Linked DNA regions of Hordeum vulgare: regions 1 and 2 are each linked to region 3. Evidence: chromatin contacts called from public Hi-C data. All regions are on one chromosome and are shown on one strand. Each heading gives the region's core, a stretch centred on a gene start, on an enhancer-like site or on the middle of the called end of the contact. The rest is flanking DNA. Distances are from core to core; before and after follow the strand shown. Region 1 has its middle 64 kb from the start of LOC123442898. Region 2 has its middle 82 kb from the start of LOC123442898. Region 3 holds the start of LOC123442899 (zinc finger CCCH domain-containing protein 2).

Evidence for each region. A called contact is a pair of places that touch in the nucleus more often than the background predicts.
Region 1: a contact with region 3 is called in a Hi-C map of seedling, with 3 times the contacts expected there. The contact joins the enhancer-like site here to the promoter of LOC123442899 in region 3. A contact is called at or near these places in 1 of 6 Hi-C or Micro-C datasets (seedling) and 1 of 1 datasets of contacts at active chromatin or transcription factors (embryo).
Region 2: a contact with region 3 is called in a Hi-C map of leaf, with 6 times the contacts expected there. The contact joins the enhancer-like site here to the promoter of LOC123442899 in region 3. A contact is called at or near these places in 2 of 6 Hi-C or Micro-C datasets (both in leaf) and 1 of 1 datasets of contacts at active chromatin or transcription factors (embryo).

Annotation. Positions count from the first base shown.
Region 1 is chr3H:45,121,956-45,125,984 of MorexV3_pseudomolecules_assembly, reverse strand. No RefSeq gene overlaps it. Among protein-coding and RNA genes, the nearest start is that of LOC123442898, 64 kb to the right of the region's middle. Within about 2 kb of position 1,909, at least 3 of the 3 cell types and tissues checked have open chromatin away from gene starts, as enhancers often do. A contact at or near this core is called in seedling, where this site is marked.
Region 2 is chr3H:45,140,480-45,144,522 of MorexV3_pseudomolecules_assembly, reverse strand. No RefSeq gene overlaps it. Among protein-coding and RNA genes, the nearest start is that of LOC123442898, 82 kb to the right of the region's middle. Within about 2 kb of position 1,967, at least 3 of the 3 cell types and tissues checked have open chromatin away from gene starts, as enhancers often do. A contact at or near this core is called in leaf, where this site is marked.
Region 3 is chr3H:45,348,743-45,352,585 of MorexV3_pseudomolecules_assembly, reverse strand. It overlaps LOC123442899 (zinc finger CCCH domain-containing protein 2), which reads right to left and starts at 1,687. Exons shown (of 1, transcript XM_045119079.1): 1 at 1-1,687. The coding sequence starts at 1,572. The coding sequence ends at 433.

The DNA.
Region 1 (4,029 bases), core at 660-3,159, 230 kb after region 3:
AGTTCACCCTTGACTCACAACTAAGACCATGGTTTCTTTCATCCTAGTTGCAAAACGATCCTTGACTCACAACTGTGCTAATTTGTTTCATAGTTTTCTTTTTTTTAATTGCAAGTTCATGCTCGAATAACAACTGGGCCCATAGTTTGTTGTTGTTCCACTTGCAAGTCCACACCTCGACTCGCAACTAGGGTCATAGTTTTTTCTTGTCCCCGTCGCAAGTCCATCCTCGACTCGCAACTTGGCTCATTTGTTTCGTAGTTGTCTTAATTGCAAGTCCATGCTTGACTCGCAACTCAGATCATATGTTGTTGTTGTCCCGGTCGTAAGTCCAGTATTCGACTCGTAACTCGGCTCGTCTTTGTTATCACAGTTCCAAGCCAATTATGGGCTCACAACCCGCACCCCATATTTTTAGAAACACCATGTTTTAAATTTTGCATAACATATTTTAGAAAATCTAGTTGCATTTTAAAAGTTGTCTCCATTTGTTTTTGGGAATTTTAAATTCATGAACTTTTTAAAAAGAAAAATGAAGTCCATGAACATTTTTAATGCCCGTGAACAGTGTCAAATTTGAAGTTTTTTTTCAAATTTGTGAACATTTTAAAATAAATTGTTCACCGTATATTAGAATGTGTTCATTAACGTTTTTCGAATTTGAAAATACTTATTTAAATTCGTGTACATGTTTTGATCAAACTTTATCTTTATTGAAAATTAATGTACAAAATGTAAGGATGAAAAAGGGCAAAAACCAAAAGGCAGAAGAAAAGATATCGTTTGTAACCTACTGAAAGCTAGCGATCAGAGACGTACTGGTAAGAAGATAGTGACCAATGCAAGAATGAACAAATCCATGGCTGCACTGTTCAATGCTAGGGATCAGATGTGCCATACGAGTAAATCATAGTAGTGGCTTGACGTATAGGCCAGCCCACCCAACGGACGTGCGGGAAAGTTTATTTGTTCTGTTTTTTTTCTTTGACAAATATAATCAAACAAACAATAAGTTAAAAAAGAAGAATAATGATAAGGTGACGTGGCGAATACTTGTATGTGACATTGTTAGATGTGAGATCTAGATGTGAGATCTAGATGTGATAAAATAGGACCCAATATTGAAAGGAAACGTTTCCTTACGGCGCGTCGGTCGCTCCCTCGCGCGCGTGGGCCATGCAACATTTTTCGCACGCGCGCTTCGTTGCTCAGTGGATGCAACACTTTTCGTCTAAATTTGTTGCAACCAGCATCATATTTGCTGTAAGGTTTTTCTTTGCTATATTTTTCCAGTAAAAAGCTGCATATACGTTTGGTTGCAACTTCAGTTCGTCGAATTTTTCGTTACAATCGATGTTTTTTACTTTTGCTACAACCGTGTTAATTTTTACTACAACCGGCATCATTTTTTGCTGCAACCGTTCACTAAAAAAGTTGCATACACGTTCACGTAGATATTTGTTACAACCGGCGTTTTGACTTTTGCTACCACGCACCATCAGCTTCGTTTTTTGCTACGATCACGTAGATATTTTTTTGCTACAAAATTTATTTTTTGTTGCAACCGTTGAAAAAATTGCTGCATCGCGATGAATTTTGCTGTATCAGAAAAAAAAATGTTACATGAAGATCCAACGATGCGGACGCGTGGGGGTTGGTGGATCGTGCGGCCCGCGCTCGGCCGTCCAAAAGTTTCGACCGGCGCGCCGGTGCAGCATATTGAAAGACCGCGGTTTAGCTGGGTCTATAAAAAAATGAAAACAGACGGAAAATCAATCTGTTTTTCATTTCAAAACGTGGAAAAAGGAAACAATTCCGGAAGAGAAAACAAGCAGCTCGAGACTAGAGTGGGCAGGCCCAATGCTGGCCCAAGCTTGCTTAATTTGATCTTTCTTTCTAGGGCCTTAAATATAAAGGGCTGGGCCATGTTTGTCCCGAGCAATCGCTCATGTACCAGCATCGGGTGGGCCAGCTCATTACGTTGGATCGCTAGTTACTATAGCGTAGCGTAGGTACTCCCTCCGTAAATAAGAGCGTTTAGATCACTATTTTAGTTATCTAAACACTTTTATATTAATTTATAAAGGAAGTATCATTTATGAGTTTCTTTTTTTCTTACAAAACAATTATCGGTTTCCTTTTTTAGACTCAATTTTTTATGGGCTTCGTTTTGTTTCAAAAACATTTCATGATTTTTTCCATCTGTTTTTACTGTATGAAATGGGTAAAAAAATGTTCACCACAATGAAAAATGTTACTATGAATTTGAAAAAAATGATGATTCATTTCGACATATCCAAACAAGTTCATGCATTCCAAAAATAGTTCAAGAATTCAAAAAATATTTAGAATTTTTATATGAATTCTCGAAATTGTTGATGAATTAAAAAATATCCCTGAATTTGGAAAACTATTCGTGAATTGGAAATATTGTTTGTTGATTCCAAAAATATTCATTTATTTGAAAACATTCAGGAATTCAAAACATGTTCAAGAATTTTAACACTGTTTGTGGATTTTTAAATTGTTTATGAACTTTAAATTTTTTGGTAGTTTCGAAACATATTCATGAGTTCAGAAAATTCAAACAAGTTTTAGTTGTGTTCAAGAATTCAGAAAATTTTATAGAATAAGAAAGATATTCATGAATTTGAAGCAATTTAACATATATGAAAATTGTTCACGGATCTAAAAAATAGAAAATGTTGGTTTAAAAAATGGTAAAGTACAAAAAATGAAAAGAAAAAAAGAAAAAAGGAAGAAAAATTGAAGGAAAGATAAAAGATAAGAAAAACCAAGAATATCTTGGAAGAAAAAGCCTTCTAAGACCTTCCCAACACTAGGCGAAAGGGTCAAGAAGTTTTACAAAACTAACTCATATACTCGTGCAAGCTCCCGCTTAAACGGATCGGGCCGCTAACACAACTTTAGGACGATTGTGAAGATAATGCTCACAATGAGTGATATACATCATTTGTGAGATATTTCCTAACCAACATAGCAAGTCAACTTTTTTGTTTTGTAATGTTGCATCCTAATCTTCTCTTCAAAGGGGCTCCCTTATAGTCTTTCTTGTTGGGGAACATCGCATGGGAAAGAAAATTTTTCCTACGCGCACGAAGACTTATCATGGTGATGTCCATCTACGAGAGGAGATTTGGATCTACGTACCCTTGTAGATCGCACAGCAGGAAGCGTTAAGAAACACGTTGATGTAGTGGAATGTCCTCATGTCGCTCGATCCGCCCCGCGAACTGTCCCACGAACCGTCTCACGATCCGTCCCACGATCCGCTTCGATCTAGTGCCGAACGGACGACACCTCCGCGTTCAGCACACGTACAGCTCGACGATGATCTCGGTCTTCTTGATCCAGCAAGCAAGACGGAGAAGTAGATGAGTTCTCCGGCAGCGTGACGGCGCTCCGGTGGTGGTGAAGGATCTACTCCTGCACGGCTCCGCCCGAGCTCCGCAGAAATACGATCTAGAGGAAAAACGGTGATGTTTTGTGGTCGGGCTGCCGTGGCAAAGTTGTCTCAAATCAGCCCTAGACCTTCACTATATATAGGAGGAGGAGTGGGGAGGCTTGCCTTGGGGTCCAAGACCCCAAGGGTCCGCCGACCAAGGAGGTGGAGGATTCCACCTCCAATCCTAGTCCAACTAGGATTGGAAGGTGGAGTCCTTCCCTTCCTTCCCACATCTTTTTTTCTTCTTTTCTCTTTGATTTTTTATCTCCTGCGCATAGGGCCCTTTTGGGCTGTCCAACCAGCCCACTAAGGGCTGGTGCGGCACCCCTAAGGCCTATGGGCTTCCCTGGGTGGGCTGGCTCCCCCCGGTGAACATCCGGAACCTATTCGTCACTCCCGGTACATTCCCGGTACTGCCCGAAAACTTTCTGGTAACCAAATGAGGCCATCCTATATATCAATATTCGTCTCCGGACCATTCCGGAAACCCTCGTGACGTCCGTGATCTCATCTGGGACTCCTAACAACATTCGGTAACCACACATATAACTCAACTATACTAA
Region 2 (4,043 bases), core at 718-3,217, 210 kb after region 3:
ACTAACAATAAAACGAATTGAACCGGATGCACATGTAACCACGGACTTGTCCTCACTCTACTGCCTCCGAGCACCCCCAACCATTCAACCATTCAAGCTAGGTCAGTAGGTCATGTTAACATACTCCAAATCCAAATCTTGGTCATTAAGTTTAACCGGCTCTTGACTCGGTCATGCCTTTCAGGGATTAGCACACCGATTGCGAAGTTTTCTTTCAGTGTTCTAAACAGGCATGCAGCTAGCTCCCCTTGCTACTAGACTTCTCTCTAAACTCTCTTCAAAAGCAGGCTTGGAAAGAAGAAGAAAGCGGGTTGATAAGTCATTTGGAAGTTTTGCAAGGTGCTTAGGGCCCAAGGTTTGACCACCGGTTCCTTTCTTCTCCGCAGCCGATAAAGATGAGCAAACCGCAGCGGCTTTCTATAATGCCTAGGGTTTCGTTGCCCCTCACATGGCCCTCCTCAACTTGACAGCGCCATGCGTACGGTATACTCGTAATGTTAAGCGACGAACGCTCCGAACAAAAGCAACGCATCAACAGCCATTGCATTATTTAGTGTCTACCGGGAATAGAAACCACGCATTCCCCTGTCCGCTGGTTTGCTTCCGCTCCGGGATCCTGAGGCGGCAGCACGTGTGCACGGCATGCTAGCAGGCATCTCAAACCAAGTACAGTGACTAGATTCTGCCTTATCCTCCCTCATATGATATGGTGGCCTAACCCTAACTACCGAAATATCTTAATATGGTCTATGCTTGCAAGCTCATAAAGAAGACGCCAAGTGTGCTATCTTGCTAGGTTGTCGACCCCTATGATTCTTGGATGATACGATGCTCCATCTCATCTCATGCACGCATTGTTACGGCAAGCAAAGCTAATTAATAAAGCTCCATTTCTGGTGCCAATAGGCTGCTGATGCAAAGTGGAGCGATATATATTCTGTAATTTCTGCTGGAGTAGCCTCGTCTTTTCACGCAGGTCCAGTTGTTTTATGGCATATCTTGGCAAGTTGCGATGATGTCTGCTTTCTCCACTAAGAAGACAGTAGACAAGAGAAGAACAAGCGCCCCGATTTGCGCGGAAAGAAGAAGATATCTATGACAAAGTAACCGAAGCACGTACTAAAACAGCGCTGCATAGTTAATCATCGATGCTGCACGTCAAGATCAAATCCAAGCACGCGAAGTCCAAGCCCGTGCCCAATGGCTGCTGACCTTCGTGCATGCATGGACCCAATTATATGGAAGAGGCGATGATGTATATGGCTAGGGCTAGCCCAGTCGCGAGACTTAATTTGCGGATCAAGTAACAGCGACATGCTGACGATTAAATTGGCAAGCCCTGCTATGCTAAGCCGGGATGGATAAGAAGGCGGTCGTTGTTCACTACACGGTTAGGCCAGCTGTGTTTTTCGGTCTAGTTGCTGCGGAGAAACCAGACAGGCAGACACAACGTCAACTATGCCGGAGTAGTAGAATACCATGGGGGCACTCAACAAGTGACAGGATATGGACGCAGACAGTGATTTGGAAATACTTGTGCCGTGCCGGCTGGTCACTATCATTCACTATAGCTAAGGTTCTTCGACGGTAGTGTATGTACTCTTGTAGGTGGCTGACTTTTCCGTTAAGACTCCCACGGACAGGGTGCGTACGTAGTTAAGGTCAACAAGGCAAGGAAAGCACACAACGACTAAGCTTGTCGCCTAACTAGGGCTAGCGGTTTTTGCTTCACTCCGTTGGGGTGCACATGTACTTGAACAACTTACATTTGGACCAGGCAAAACAAATACAATCTACCTGCTCCTGAGCTGCGGGTTAGCCAAGATGCCAAGACCCCGGATGGTGATTGTTAAAAGGAAATTAGTTGGTGGCTTGACACTGTGACGCAGCACCATCTGAATATCTGATCGATCAGCCCTGGAAGAAATCCACCGTGTGTCCGTGGCAGCCTCGGTTGGCAACGGGATGCCGTTGAGGCTATGCATGTTCGCATGTGACAAGCGAATCCCACCTACCAAACCGATGGCTATGCACGAGCACCCGATGCCAACGTGGCGCCCCTGGAGCATCTGTTCCGGATAAGATCCATGGCGAGAAAAGCGTGCGTGCGTGTGTGCTTATATTAGCCTAATCAGTTCTTACCAGTACCGGCGATACGCCATAAAGCGCATCATTAGGGACCGCATTATGGATTGTAACCCAAGCAAAGCTGCCGGCCAGCGCGCTCAAGCCTCAACCTCACGAGACCGACCCGTACCTGCTTTTCTGGACCCCAAAAAAGAAGGAAAAGGTTACTGTACGTGATAGCTTAATCCCGTTAGCCAAAGCAGCTATAGGTAGATATGGATGGACGGATAAGAAAGCGTCGTCACCTACCTAGCTGCAGATGGAATGTCGATGGATGCCCGCTTTTAATTTCTTGCAAATCGCAAGCTCCGCAAATGGCTTTTGCTCGTGGCCGAGACACGACCCGACCCGTCCCGACTATTCTATCGGCCAGTCCCTGCGCACGTCGCTCTCTCCGGCCGGATAAAGTATTGCCGGCGAGGACGAGCCGGTTTTACTACTTGAGGCGTAGTACAGTGGAGGCCCAAGATTCGAGGAGGGGTTAGCCACCACGTAATGGCCGCCATGGCGGTGACTCGGCAGGTTTAGCGAGAGCGTAAAGCGACGGGTCGTACGTACGTGCCGCGGGCCGGGGATCACTCCACATGCGCCCCCCGCGCCCATGCATGTGCGGGCCGGCACACGTCGCAGGGGTTCCAGACGACGCCGCGTACGTGTGCCGCTCGCGCAGCGGCGCGCGGCGTCGCCCCGGGGCTGCATGCACGGAGCGCGCGCTTGTCGGGAAAGGCGCCGTGGCACGTGAAAAGGTGGGGAGGAAACGTGCGGCGGTCGGGGACACGTACGTACGTACGTCGCGGTGCTCCGGCGAGAGAACAGTTGGTGCGAACATGCTTTGGATCGACCGACGGGAGGGAGGGATTCACGTCCGTATGGCCTATGGGGCCTGTGGTGGACAGGTGGACGGGTGCGGTTCTATCTTGTCTGTCGCCGTGTCACGGCGGTGCGCGACCCGCTCCCCTGCTGGAGACATGTGCAAATGGGGTAAAAACTTGGTGCAGCGTCCGGCCTGTTAAGGGATCACACGTACGGCCGCCAGCAGTGGTGTGTGCCAGCGCAGGCCAGCGGTGCGTGCATGACTATTGTTGATGGCTGGCTCTGAGGACAACTCCAACGCATACTGAAGTGACATCTGTTTTATCCGGATTTTGTCCGTTTTAACATAATAATAAGGTTTGTTTACCGGTTTACGTCGGCCGGACGTTCATCGCGGCCGCATCTTTTGTTCCATCTCATCCGTCGAAGAACAAGTATAATAATCAAGCATAGCAAAAATAATTCAAATCAAATGTAACTAATAGTTTAATATTCAAAATAATATTTTATTACAATTCAATTAAAATTTAAAAATATCAAATAGTCTTACAAAACCACACAAAGTTTTTGCACACGAAAAAAGATTAAACCGATAAATCTACTGATTGCAAATTTGATCCCACATGTACTCAATCAAGTCATCTTGCACCTATGTATGAGTGTTTCGATCACGCATCTCACGATGAAACCGAACAAACTATTCAAAGGTTCCAGGAGGTGGGTGCTCATGCTCAACATTCTGACGCTGTAAATCAAACCTTTGGTCGTAGATGCTTCCATCATGCTCATCCTCAACAGTCATGTTGTGCATGATCACATAAGAAATCATCACCTCCCAAAGCTTCTGAGTGCTCCATGTCAATGCAGGGTTTCGAACGATACCCCATCAAAACTGAAGCACACCAAATGCACGCTCCACATCTTTCCTAACACTTTCCTGCATTTGGGCAAACCTCTCTCTCGTTTCTCCTTGCGGATTGGGTATGGTCTTCACATGACTAGACCACTCATGATAGATACCATCAGCTAGGTAATATCACATGTTGTAATGATGGCCATTGATCTTAAAGTTGACCTCCGGACAGTGGCCTTCTACTAGCCTT
Region 3 (3,843 bases), core at 438-2,937:
AAGTCCACCTTCCAACCCTCTCATCGTCACCACCACCAGCCAGCTTCCCTTCCATGCTTCACCACCCACCCTTCCACCTATGCACAACACAACAGATAGGACCACCACCATCCAAGTTCCAATCCACCTCTTCCCTCCTTTTTTTGGTAATTTTTCCTTTTGGGTAAATTCCTACTTCCTCAAGAACCCCAAAACAAATCCACCCATCCTCCTCCTTCATCTTGCCTCCCTTCCGCCAACCAGGAATATTCACATGGGAGATAGATAGCAGCTATGTACAGGAATTTGCAGCAACTTGAAATAGCAAAAGAAACTTGAGGATAATTTTTTTGGGGTGCCATTTTTCTTCCTTCTTCTTCTTACCGCCACCTCCGTCATGCCATCTTGTTGAGCGACTCCGCAAAGTAAACTTGGAAGAAGGAACGGGCTGCCTCAGTTGATGAGGTCTGAGACCCACCCGACGTCGGGGCCTCCTCCTGCTCCGGCACCGACGTCGCAGCTGCGGGGCGCGGCGCCGTCTCGGCTCAGCCGCTCGAACACCTTCTCCCGGAGCGCCCTCCCGGACTCCACCCTCTGAACCGGCTCCTCGTCGTCGAGGAAGCGGAGGTTGAGTGGCTCCAGGTTGGCCATGAAGCTGGAGGCGCTGGTCTGAGTGCCCATGGGGGTGGTGGGGAGGCTGTAGAGGCCGCCGGCCTTGGGCGAGCCGTAGGCGGCAGGGGAGGTGGGGTAGGCGGGCCACCCACCGGACGGCGACGCCTGCGCCTTGGCGAGGCGCAGCTGGCGGAGCGAGGCGAGGACGTCGTTCACGGGCGACCCAACGCCGGGCCATGAACCGCGGCGGAAGGAGGCGGCGGCCCCGTCGGGAGACAATGGCGGCGACTCGGACGGGGGCGACTTGGGCGGGGAGGAGAGCAGGGTGCTGGTGGGCGAGGAGGACATGATGCTCTTGCTGAGGTAGCTCTCGAACGCCTGGCGCCGGAGCGGGGAGCCGTCGTAGGACTCGGCGAGCGGGGACAGCGGCGTGCTCCTGGGGCTGGAGTGCTGGGACGGCATGGCGCGGAGCTGGTCGGGGGTGTGGGCGAAGAAGCAGACGCGGCGGCGGCAGGCGGTGCCGTCCTTGCAGGGCTGCGTGCGGTAGCGCGCCGGGTGGAGCCAGCACTCGAAGACGCCGTGCGCGTACTCGCAGGCGTCGCCGCGCTTGCATCCGCCCTTGCGGAAGTCGGGGCAGGCGGTGCCGGAGTAGTGGTACTTGCGCGGGTCGCGGCGGCGCGCCTTCTCCCCCGGGTGCGCGAAGGGGCACTCGGTCCAGTCGTGGCTCCGGCCGCGCGCGCACCGGCGCACCTTGAAGTCGTACATGCGGAACTCGTCGCACGCGTACGCGTCCACCGCGGCCGCCATGGCCGCCGCCTCGTCCTCGTCATCGCCGCCCGCGCCCGCCATGTCGTTGCACGGCAGGTACTGGCGCAGCGCGGCGAACAGGAACGGCGTCTCGTCGCCACCGCCGGCGTCGACGCCGCTCACCGGGAGGTTGCCCCACGGCGGCACGCTCACTCCCTCGCTCATCATCATCATGTCTAGGCTGAGAGCTGGGCGCTGCCTCTGCTCTACCGTCTGCTCTACGGGAAGGAAGAGATCTGCTAGTGGACTGAAGGTGGGTGGGTCTCGGACGGATTGTGGAGAAGAACACCAAGCGGCGCGCGCTTATAAACACCCTCGCCCACAACCACAGACGGCGCGGTCGTACAAGCTAACTGACGCCGTTGCCTCCCCGCACGGCGGTAGCCAGGCAGCCACCCCGCTGACCCCGCTGACACGTCGCCCCCACCGGAGTCCCATGGCCCACGGTCAGCGAGAGGGAACGAGGCGAGGCGGGGATAAAGGGGCGGTACGGAGCGATACACGCGGCGGGCGGGGAGGCATGCGGGAGGGCGAGGTGTCTCGAGCGGGGGACGGGTCAGGGACACGTCGTGGAGTGGGGAGGGAGGGAGCCCTACGATCTTTTTTTTTTTTTTTTTGAGGGGAGCGGGCTACGTGTATAGGTTGGGGGTTTGGGGTTTGGGGTCCGGTCCGGGGGAAGATATTGGGTTCGTGTAGTTTCTGGAAACCTGGGGTAGGGAGTGGTGGCGCGGCTTGGACAGATGCGTGCATGCAGATGGGTGCTTGCCCTTTTTTCCTTTTTTTTTTCTTTTCTTTCCCAACTCCCGAGCGTGTATGTGTACCGCTGCACTCGCATGTGCCTGTCACCGGTTTGGCTGCGTCCGATTTTAGAATCGTCCTGCCTTTCCACTTAGCGTAGGAGCAACTATTAACTATGCTCCGCTGGATTATTTCTCTCTGAAGGAGTACTAGTGTGGCAAAGAATTATTTTGACTGTTAACGTCCGTAAATTCCGTAAGAGCGTCTCCGATAGGTTATTTATATGGATGTCTATATTCGTTTTTCAAGATGTGAGACCACAACAGGCGTTCAGTAGCTTGTCTATGCAATCATTCAAACATGTACATTTTTCAAATCGACATTGACAATGTGAAGACATCATCCAAACTCAATTGTAGTCACAATTTCTACCTTTCATCCATCATGGTCTCCGTATATATATATATATATATATATGTTTTAATGCAAAATTAAATTTAAAGTTGAGAAAAATAATAGATTATGATTTATATAAATATTAAAATATTAAAATATACACATGCTATTGAAGATGCTTTAATAATAACGGTTGTTGAAAACGGACATAGATCCATGAGCATTCTCCTGGGTGTAAATAGCAAATATTATTCATGAGTGAGAAATATTGATCAAAAGATAATCACAAATATCTTAAGAGGACAGAACTAGATATTTGTGTGAGGGTAGGGGGAAAGTTTCCAGGATGTCCACATCCATGTAGTTCTAAATAATTTTATGTTAGAAACCTAAACTTAGCTGCTAACTTAAACTGGGCGTATTATTATTGACAGTTGGAAACGTTGGAGATTTTCTAGACGGAACAGCAACAAATATAACAAATATCTAACGACACGCGCACACATAAGCTTACAAAGAGGAACTCTAGCAAACCCCATAAAAGGTTGCGGCTCGTAGAATTTCGGTAGTATACGGATTGGTCCTTTTTTGACCAAACTAGACTCCGTATATTCGGGCCGGTCCGTAATCAAATTAGAGTTGCCCACAAACACACACGTCACCCCCTTCACCCCTCTCGTACGGTATATATACGGATGCGCAAGGTCGATACTCGTCGAAACCCTATGTTTTTGTCGCCGCAATTCCCCATTCATCGCCTCTATTTCCCTACGTCGATGGCTAAAGTTCGCCGCCCACCCGTTGATCCGCGGGATGTGGAGCTTCGGCCGGCGCGACAACAATAACCTCGAGCAGAGGCGTTGCGTCATAGCTGGTGTGGCATGGAAGCGCTCCGCCCTACAGTACACGAACTGCGGACTTGAGCCACCGTCGTCGCTCCTCCGCCGCTAGACGGAGGAATACGACCACACACACAGCGCTCTTCTTTAGCGCATGCAGCTCCTCCGAGGCGTCGAGCTCCCGCTCGTCGCACACCCCAATGAAACGGGAGCCAGAGAAGCTTCCCTCGCTCCGTACGGTCAAGAAGGAGGCTGAGCGGCGGGGCGATGGCATTGCCGAACTAGAGGACTTCCTCCCTCTGGCTCTGGTGAAGGCGGACGCCATCAAGGCCGCCATTTTCGCACGCAGTGCGCGGTAGGAGGAAGAGGAGTTGTAGCGTCGCTCGCGAAAGGATAAAACCAATGTTGTGCTCTACGGGTAGGGCCTCGCGAAGGCCATCGCGTTCGACGAGAAGGAGGTGGCACCGTTGTT